Linked DNA regions of Zea mays: region 2 is linked to region 1. A link is a contact called in public Hi-C data. All regions are on one chromosome and are shown on one strand. The core of a region is the stretch at or near the end of the contact, and the rest is flanking DNA. Distances in the headings are between cores, read along the strand shown.

What was found. A called contact is a pair of places that touch in the nucleus more often than the background predicts.
Region 2: a contact with region 1 is called in a Hi-C map of bundle sheath, with 2.0 times the contacts expected there. The contact joins the promoter of LOC103653328 here to the promoter of LOC100281178 in region 1. A contact is called at or near these places in 8 of 25 Hi-C or Micro-C datasets (bundle sheath, ear, leaf and 1 more) and 1 of 3 datasets of contacts at active chromatin or transcription factors (leaf).

The regions. Positions count from the first base shown.
Region 1 is chr4:65,093,690-65,098,386 of Zm-B73-REFERENCE-NAM-5.0, forward strand. LOC100281178 reads left to right here and starts at 3,010. Exons shown (of 2, transcript NM_001154097.2): 1 at 3,010-4,008. The coding sequence starts at 3,066.
Region 2 is chr4:65,324,811-65,329,907 of Zm-B73-REFERENCE-NAM-5.0, forward strand. It overlaps LOC103653328 (1-phosphatidylinositol-3-phosphate 5-kinase FAB1B), which reads left to right and starts at 3,827. Exons shown (of 11, transcript XM_008680260.3): 1 at 3,827-4,932. The coding sequence starts at 4,289.

The DNA.
Region 1 (4,697 bases), core at 1,760-4,259:
GAAGTAGCCGGTCTCGGGAATCGACGGAGTTGTACGGCTATAATTCACCGGACTGTCCGGTGGTGCACCGGACTGTCTGGTGAGTCATCCGTGACGAGCTAGCCACTCTCGGGAAACGGAAAAGGCAACGTGGCTATAATTCACCGGACTGTCCGGTGGTGCACTGGACTGTCCGGTGAGCCAACGGTCGCCAGCGTCAACGGTCGGCCGCGCAATCTGCGGGCGACACATGGACTGCTCCAACGATCAGCTGGTGCACCGGACTGTTCGGTGTGCACCGGACAGTGTCCGGTGCGCCAACGGGCCCGGAGGAGCAACAATCGGATGTGCCCGATATGGAAGGAGATCGTGCACCGGACATGAACAGTGGCTGTCCGGTGGTGCACCGGACTGTCCGGTGCACCACTCGACAGAAGGCAAGAATGGTCTTCCAAATTGATCTCCAACGGCTCCTAGCTGCCTTGGGGCTATAAAAGGGACCCCTAGGCGCATGGAGAAGAACACCAAGCTTTCAAGAAACATTCTAAGACTCCTAGACTCCGACTCCACGCATTTGATTCTATGTGTTAGTGATTTGAGCTCTATTTGAGTTGCGAACTTCGTGTGTTGTGTTTCGAGCTCAAGTCGTGACTTGTGTGCGTGGTTGAGCTGCGGATTTGAGTCTTGCGTGTGTTGCTCTCCCCAACCTTACTCTGTGCTTTCTTTGTGATCTCAATTGTAAGGGCGAGAGACTCCAAACTGTGGAGATTCCTCGCAAATGGGAAAAATACTCTAAAGGAAAAGACCGTGGTATTCAAGTCGATCATCGGATCACTTGAAAGGGGTTGAGTGCAACCCTCGTCCATTGGGACGCCACAACGTGGAAGTAGGCAAGTGTTACTTGGCCGAACCACGGGATAAAAATTGTGTGTCTCTTGTGTTGCTTTCTCTGTGATTGTTGTGTTCACAAGAACTCGCTTCAAAGCTTCTTAGTCGCACTAACTCTCTGATAAACTAAGTCTTGCACCTATCCACCCCCCTCTAGGTGCTCTCAAGTATTCCCTTTGTGAGGAATCTCCACAAGTTGGAGCCTCTCACCCTTACAATATTGATCACACTTAAACCACAAAGAGTAAGGGAGGGAATAGAAACACACGCAAGAGCTAGAGTTGCAGTAATGACACGCACACAAGTCAAGAAACGAGCACACAACACTGCGCAACAAGTTTATGGCTCAACAAGTGCTCAAATCTCAAATACAAAGAATAAAATGTGTTCTTGCGAAGTCTAAGCGTCTTAGGATGTTCAAGAGGTGCTTGATGTACTGTTGCATGCACTTAGGGGTCCCTTTTATAGCCCCAAGGCAGCTAGGAGCCGTTGGAGCTCCAATTGGAAGGTCATAGTTGCCTTCTGTCCGTGGGCACACCGGACAGTCCGGTACACCACTGGACAGTGAACAATGTACGATCTCCTTCCTTTTCTGGCAAATCCAACTGTTGCAGCCACGACCCTCTTGGTACACCGGACAGTCCGGTGCGGCCTGGTGACCGTTGGCGCGAGTCACGCGTCGCCCGCTGATTGCGCTGTCGACCGTTGGCATGGGCGCAGCTGGCTCACTTGATAGTTGGTGCACACCGGACAATCCGGTGAATTATAGCCGCCCCCAACTTTTCCCGAGAGCAGTGAGTTCGTTGTGTGCGCCAGCCTGGGCACCAGACACTGTCCGGTGCACCGCAGGCTCGTGCAAGTTTGGCTGGACTTAGCCAAACTTCTCCAATCCAATCTCATTTGATTTGACAAGGTTCCTAGCACTTAGAGGAATATGTTAGTATCAAAAACAATTCAATAAGGCTTGAGTCATACCTTGATTCTTGATTTGCATCTCTTTGATGCTTAGCACATATCAACTAAAACATTATGTGTTGGGCATCTAATCACCAAAACATTTATAGAAATGGCCCAAGGGCACATTTACCTTCCATTGCCTCCACCTCCGCCACAATTCCCTGTGGTATGTACACATATGCGTGTGTGACATGTCCATAGATGTCTTATGTGTTAAAATAAAAAACTTAGTGGTTAATATTTCATGTGTGTGTTATAGGGCTTTCAGAGACCTCCCGTTTCAGTTGCCACACCTGGAGATGTGTCTGGTCAAGACAACACATCGACTTCTTGGGTGAACAGCCTTTTCAACACCCAGAGTCCAGCCGGAGGAAGTGGTTATAACTCCAACCAACCAGGTAACGGATATGTGTGACAGTTCGTCAAATGTGTTTGATTTGGAACTATGTCAGTGTCCATGTCAAAGACTATGTGTCAAACTATGTCAGTGTTTAATTTGGAACTGTATGTTGATGTAAAAGACTTGGTACAACTATTTGGGACTATGTGTTCGTGAATGTGAGGTGATGTTTGAGAATTTGAATACTTATGTGAACTGATGTATGTGAATGTAAATGTGAATGTGAATATGTTGTTGTATATGAAATATGTGTATATATGTGGTTGTATGAAATCTGTGTATATATATGGTTGTATATGAATACTTATGTGTATATGTGGTTGTAAATGTTAGAAATTTACAAAAACAGGATTTTTTGCCACTGCTGAGTATCATTATGTTCGACGGCTAAGCCGTTGGACATGAGGTTGTATTATGTTCGACGCCTTAGTGGGGGCCGTCGGATATAAGAGGAGTGGGCTCCACTCACGGCCGGTAATACTGTTACAGAGGTTAAATGCCGATGGCCTCTTCGGACCGTCGAAAATAGACTTATTTCCGATCCGTTACGATCGAGGACAGGTATCGTTAAAAATAAGTTTGGGCCGTTAGAAATAGACTATTTTCGACAGCTTCACACTTGCTTTGGCCGTCGTAAATCTACGGCTTTATTGTACTGCGTTACTAGTACTCAGCTGTCACAAGCTGGAACACGTTTCGACAGCCTTTTCGTCGTCTTTTTTCCGGACGTGGTGATAAGCCGATCGATTATGGTTATAAAGCCCATCACCCGAGCAGGAACCCACACCACACCACCGCCGACACACTCTCGCTCGCTCTCGCTAGCTAGCGGGAAACTACTATGGCGTGGGCGTCTCCGCGCGGCACAGCACCTCAGCTCCTCCTCGTGCTGTCGCTGCTGCTGGCCGCTGCCAGTGCCTCCCTGCTTCCCCTGAGCAATAATGCGCCCCCGCCGAGACTTCCGCCGGCGGCGAAGGCAAGGGAGGGCGGCGCCTCGGTGTCGGCGGGGCTGCTCTCCACGCTGCGCGAGGCGCTGGACGCGGTCAAGGACGTCACATCCATCATCTCGTCGTTCCCCATCGGCGGCATCCTCGGGGACGGCGGCGGCGACCTCCGCCTGTCGTCCGCCGTCGCCGACTGCCTCGACCTCCTCGACCTCTCCTCCGACGAGATGTCGTGGTCCATGTCCATGTCCACCGACTCGAGCGGGGCGGGCGGCGGCCGCCTCGGCACCGGCGACGCCCGGTCCGACCTGCAGTCCTGGCTGAGCGGCGCGCTCGGGAACCAGGACACCTGCAAGGAAGGCCTGGACGCGACCGGCTCCGTGCTGGGCTCGCTGGTTGCCGCGGGGCTGGACGCCGTCACGTCGCTTCTGGCCGACGGCCTCGGCCAGGTCGCCGGCGGCGACGACGCGACCGCTCCGGCGTCGTCGTTGCCGCCCTCCTCCTCCCGCCGCGGCGCCGCCCCGCCGCGGTGGCTGCGCGCGAGGGAGCGGCGGCTGCTGCAGATGCCTGTGGGGCCCGGAGGCCTGGCGGTGGACGCCGTGGTGGCGCAGGACGGGAGCGGCAACTTCACGACGGTGGGCGCGGCCGTGGAGGCGGCGCCCGCGCAGAGCGCGGCGCGGTACGTGGTGTACGTGAGGAAGGGCGTGTACAGGGAGACGGTGGAGGTGAAGAAGAAGAAGTGGAACCTGATGCTGGTCGGCGACGGCATGGGCGCCACGGTCATCTCCGGCCGCCGCAGCTACGGCGACGGCTACACCACCTATCGCAGCGCCACCGTCGGTGAGCGCACCGTGTCTACTAACTGTTCCTCCCCCTCCTCCCTCATGCACTCCAAATAAAAATAACTAAAAATTTCATGAAAACTAAGGGGGTGTTTGGTTTATAGGGACTAAACTTTAGTCCCTCCACTTAATTCCATTTTAGTTCATAAATTGTTAAATAGGGAAACTAAAATAGAGTTTTAGTTTCTATATTTAGTAATTTAGGGACTAAAATAGAATTAAGTGGAGGGACTAAAAATTAGTCCCTAGAAACCAAACACCCCCTAACTCGACCACGTTTGGAGCGAGAGTCCATTTAAACGTTAGACAGTCGTTTGAAAACACGCTCAGCAGGACCGACTTGATGGCTACTCCACGAATTGAATACGCGAATAATGCAATGCAATCCGTTTAATTCTTCTCCTGGGATGAGCTCACTACAGTAAAGCTTACACATTATCAGCTTTAAGTAACTGTTTACTACAGTACTAGGCGTATATGGCAACGTAGAAATACGGTCAAGATGTCATCATTGCATTGCACAGCGGTATATATATTGCTACGACCGACCGTACGCTGCGGTGCACGTCAGGTGTCACAGATCACCACCTGCAAGCAGTACCACGGGTCGGTGCGCGCGGTACCAACCCAACCGCGAGAGTGTGGTGCTGACCGCGCCGTGCCAGTACCAAACATTGATCCATAGAG
Region 2 (5,097 bases), core at 2,577-5,076, 230 kb after region 1:
AACAGAAAAGCCTTCAAAGGAAGCATCAATCCTTCGGACCGTGTCTAAATATTTTTCAAGCTTCGGATCTCTTGCTTTATAACTTTTATCAATATGACTAGAAATAACTTGGGAATCAGTTTTTAGAACCGCCCTTCTGATTCCCATCGCCTTTAACTTCCGAAGGCCCAAAAGTAAAGCTTCGTACTCAGCAATGTTATTTGTGCAACTGAAATCAAGTCTTGTTGCATAGGAAGTTTTAACTTTGGAAGGTGCAACCAACACAGCAGCTGCTCCTGCTCCGAAGGTTCCCCAAGATCCATCGCAAAATACTGTCCAAACTTCAGCATCTTTATTCGTTTCTTCTTCCTGAGCCCCTGGCGTCCAGTCAGCAATGAAGTCTGCCAATGCTTGAGATTGAATCGAAGATCTATGCACATAATCAATACAGAATTCATTGAGCTCCGCGGTCCATTTTCCAACCCTTCCAGTGGCTTCTCTATTTCTCATAATATCCTTCAAAGGTTGTGAAGAAGGAACAACTATATTATATGCCTGAAAATAGTGCCGAAGCTTCCTGGAGGCCATTAAAACAGCATACAGTACCTTCTCCAACTCTGTGTAATTATTTTTTTGATAAACTAAGAACTTCTGATACAAAGTATATTGGAGCTTGCTTTTTGATTTGACCTTCAAGCTTCTCTTGGACAAGTGCTGCACTTACCGCTGAGTGCGAAGCTGCCACATATAACAACAGAGGAGCCCCTGGCGTTGGTGGAGTTAATGTTGTTAGGTCTATCAAATATTGCTTCAGCTCTTCGAAGGCTTTCTGCTGAACTGGTCCCCATTGAAAAACTTCAGCTGACTTCAGCACTTCGAAAAATGGTAAATTTCTCTCTGCTGATCTAGATATAAATCTGTTGAGAGATGCCAGTCTTCCTGTCAATCTTTGAGCCCCCTTTTTTGTACTTGGTGGCTCCATTCGAAGGATGGCTTCGATTTTATTTGGAATAGCTTCAATCCCTTTTGTTGAGACTAGACAGCCAAGAAATTTCCCTTTCTTCACTCTGAAGACACATTTTTCTGGGTTCAACTTTAAACCAGCCTGTCTAAAATTAGCGAAGGTCTCATGCAGATCAGCAATGTGATTATCTTGCTTCATGCTTTTTACAATGATATCATCAATATAAGTTAGCACATTTCTGCCTATCTGAGAATGAAGAACCTTCGCTGTCATTCTGCTGAAGCTTCCTCCAGCATTCTTGAGCCCCTTAGGCATCTGAAGGTAACAATATGTTTCACTAGGGGTTATGAAGCTGGTTTTTGGCTCATCTTCCTTCTTCATCCAAATTTGATGATAGCCTGAATAACAATCCAGCAGACTCATAAGCTCTGATGAAGCTGCTGCATCGACTAGAGAATCTATCCTCGGCAATGGAAACTCGTCCTTCGGACAGGCCTTGTTGAGATCAGTAAAATCAATACACATTCTCCATTTACCATTGGCCTTTTTTACCATAACAGTGTTATCCAGCCACTCTGGGTATTTTACCTCTCTGATAACTCTGGCACTAAGGAGCCTTTTTACTTCATTCCGAGCACCTTCGGCCTTGTCATCAGACATCTTCCGAAGCCTCTGCTTTCTAGGTCTAAAGGATGGGTCAACATTGAGCGAATGTTCAATAACATCTCTGTTGACTCCACAAAGATCATTGGCTGACCATGCAAAAACATCTTTGTTGTTGAACAGAAACCTTATCAAGGTTTTCTCCTGTTCTTCAGACAGTTGGGATCCCAATAACACTTTCTGCTCTGCTATGTCCTCACATAAAAGCATGGGCTTCGGCTGATCGGCCGAAGCAGCTTTCTCCCTTCTAAACTTGTACTGCTCACAAGCTTCAGCTCCATCTATGTTATGGATTGCCTTTGAGTCTGTCCAGTTTCCTTCGTCCCTTCTGGCAGCTTCCTGACTTCCATGAATGGCAATAGATCCTTGGTCCGAAGGTATCTTCATGCAAAGATATGTTGGATGAAGAATTGCTTCGAAGGCATTGAGAGTACCACGACCAATGATTGCATTGTAAGGGTATTCCATGTCAACAATGTCGAACACAACTTGTTCAGTCCTTGTGTTGTTAATGAATCCGAGGGTTACTGGCATTGTGATTTTTCCAAGTGCTACAATCTGCCTTCCTCCGAAGCCACAAAGGGGATGTGTGGCATCATGGATCTTGTCTTCGGGCTCTTGCATCTGTCTGAAGGCCTTAGAAAATATGATATCAGCTGCTGCCTGTATCAACCAAAACATTATGAACCAGAAATCCTTTGATCACACAAGAGATAACCATAGCATCGTTGTGTGGGTAATCCTTGAGCTGAAGATCCTCTTAAGAGAAGGTAATTGGAATGTGAGACCATCTTGACTTGATGAAGGGTCATTGTACCCCTACATGTTGTACTCTTCTCTGTGCCTCCTTCTTCTGTTTCTTGTTAGCCGGCTCTGAACATGAACCGCCTGTTATCGGGAGAATCAGCTTCGGAGCCGAAGCAGTTCCAGCTTGGTTCTTGAACAAAGCCATTGATTCAGGAAAGTGGAAGTGAGTTCACCGGAGGTGAGCGCCAATGTTGGGGACTTGTTCTCGAATGCTATGAATTAAGAACAAGGCAACATAAAATGTTAAATATCAATGCCCTTCGTCCGCTGAAGCATTATCTCCCCAAGGATTTAATGAACTTCGGACGAAGACCACGAGCGCCTTCGTAATTAAATTTACAAAAATAATACAAGGTAATATAAAATGTGAAACATTAAAAATAAATACATCGGAAATAAATGACATCATTTATATATCTTATTATATGAATCTAAGATGTTTGAACATAATATTTAGGTACATTTATACCTTTGCCTTGATAAACAATAATTCCCGAGTGATGCGTTTGCAATTACAGGAATGCGTGAACAGTAAAGGAATACTGTTCACTATTTATAGGCACAGGACACAACCTGTCAGGAATTACAATCATGCCCCTCATAAAAGTTTACAACGTTGACTCAGACCCTTATAGACTAAAAGGTCATTCTATCTTTAAGTTGGTTCGACCCTTCATCTTCGAATATGCTGTAATACTGAAGCTTCATGAATGGTACCTTTGGCATCACGTACAAGCAGCTTCAGCCGAAGCTGTTTCTTTCCGCAGGACCTTCGGCGACGAAGCATGGTCCCAACAATAATAATATAAGAACATGTAAAATATGGAACAACGCCCGCGCAGAAATAACTGGAGTCCGCAGTCTTGGCGTGGCAACAAAAATAATAACAACACTGTCGTCACTGAGCATCTTCAACAAAAGGTTCTATATAAATACATTATAATTTAAAAATAAATATATTTTATATTTTTAAGACACCAATAAAATATTCTACTATAATAGTAAAGCTCTAATTCTAAATTATAGGGTAGCCCACTAAGGTATAGTATATTTGATACACTTGAGAGGGTGTCCTATAAGTTTTGATAAAATTTTAGAAAATAAGACACCATTGAAGTAGTGTTTACTGTAGAGCCCTATATTTTAATTTGAAGCACTAGTTTGAGGTATTGTTGGAGATGCTCTTACAGTGCAAATGTGTCCTATAATATTATTTTTCTTTGAGTTAATTCATTTATTAATTATTATGCCCCAAAGGAAATTCACGATATAGCGTGGAATGAAACCAAATAAAAACAAAGGATAGTGAAACTCGAAAAGTCGAAATAGGTAGAGCCGGTGGCGCACAAAAAAGCAACTAAAAGCAGAAGGAATAAAATGAAAACATGTAAATCCAAATCAAGATAAAGTTTCGAAAAAAATGGAAAACGCGTCAGTTATCAATCTCCTCTCTCCCTTTCTATCTCCGTCCCCGTGAACCCGCACCCTCCAGCCTCCCGTGCTCCACTGGCGCCCTTCTGGAACCCTCAGCCCTCCTAATCTCAGCCGAAGTTATTAACCTCTTTTTTTCTTATATAGGCCAAATTAGTTCCCCTCCCGCGATTCCAAGGCTTTGCTCTTCGATCTCAGCCGCGCCGTGTTCTTCGCGGCGAGTTCGGAGCGTTGGTGCCCAATCCGTCGAGGTTGTGAGTTGCTTCCGCTGCTGCTACTGCCGCCGCCACCGCTGGTGTTAGTGATCTGATCTGGTGGGCGGATTGCGGCGCGGAGGTGGAATTGTTTTGGCTCTGGGGAAAGCTAGCTATGCGGATTGAGGCGTCGCCGGATTGAGCATGAGGGGCGGGGCTGCTGGCGGTGGCGGTGGTAAGCGTGGCGCGGATGATGGGATCGCCGGATGGGCGGCTCGTGGAGTTGTTCGGTGCGGTGAAGTCGTGGATGCCGCGGCGGGGCGACCACTCTCCGCCGCCCGCGTTGCAGTCGGACGCGGCGGCTGGGCAGCCGCTGCCGCATGACTTGTCGAGGGACTTCTGGATGCCGGACCAGAGCTGCCGCGTGTGTTACGACTGCGACGCGCAGTTCACCATTCTGAATCGGCGCCACCATTGCCGGCACTGCGGCCGTGTGTTCTGCGCCCGGTGCACGGCTAACTCTGTGCCCCGCTCGCCGGGGGACGCCGCGAGGGAGGACGGCGAGAGGATTAGGGTCTGCAATTACTGCTTTAAGCGCTGGATGGAGGAGGAACCCGCAGCGCGGGGGGCCGCTGCAGGGCAACAGCCGTCTAGCCCGTCTCTGTCTGCCGCTAGTGTTTGCAGTGACAAGTCCAGCTTCACTGGGACGAATGGGCAAATGTCGTCTTATGCGAATATTAGCTACTCCGAATTTCCGGTCCATGGAGAGGGCAACTGCGGCGAGGATGACGGCTATCGTGAGGAGCAGCAGCCTGCTATGGACCCCGCTCCAACCATGGAGCCTGCAGCTTACGCTGATAACTCGTCTGATCGATTCAACTTTTGCTTGCAGAGGTAAGGCTTTTCCATGATTCGTGCTTTGTCATTTAAGAAATTGGAACCTAATTTGTCTCAGTTCTATTGATAAGAAATGTTACTTTTTAATATAAGTTTACACAAGCATTGATTGACTGATTAGGAGCTTGGATCCCTGCTTGTGAGATGCTGTTGCATGTTATA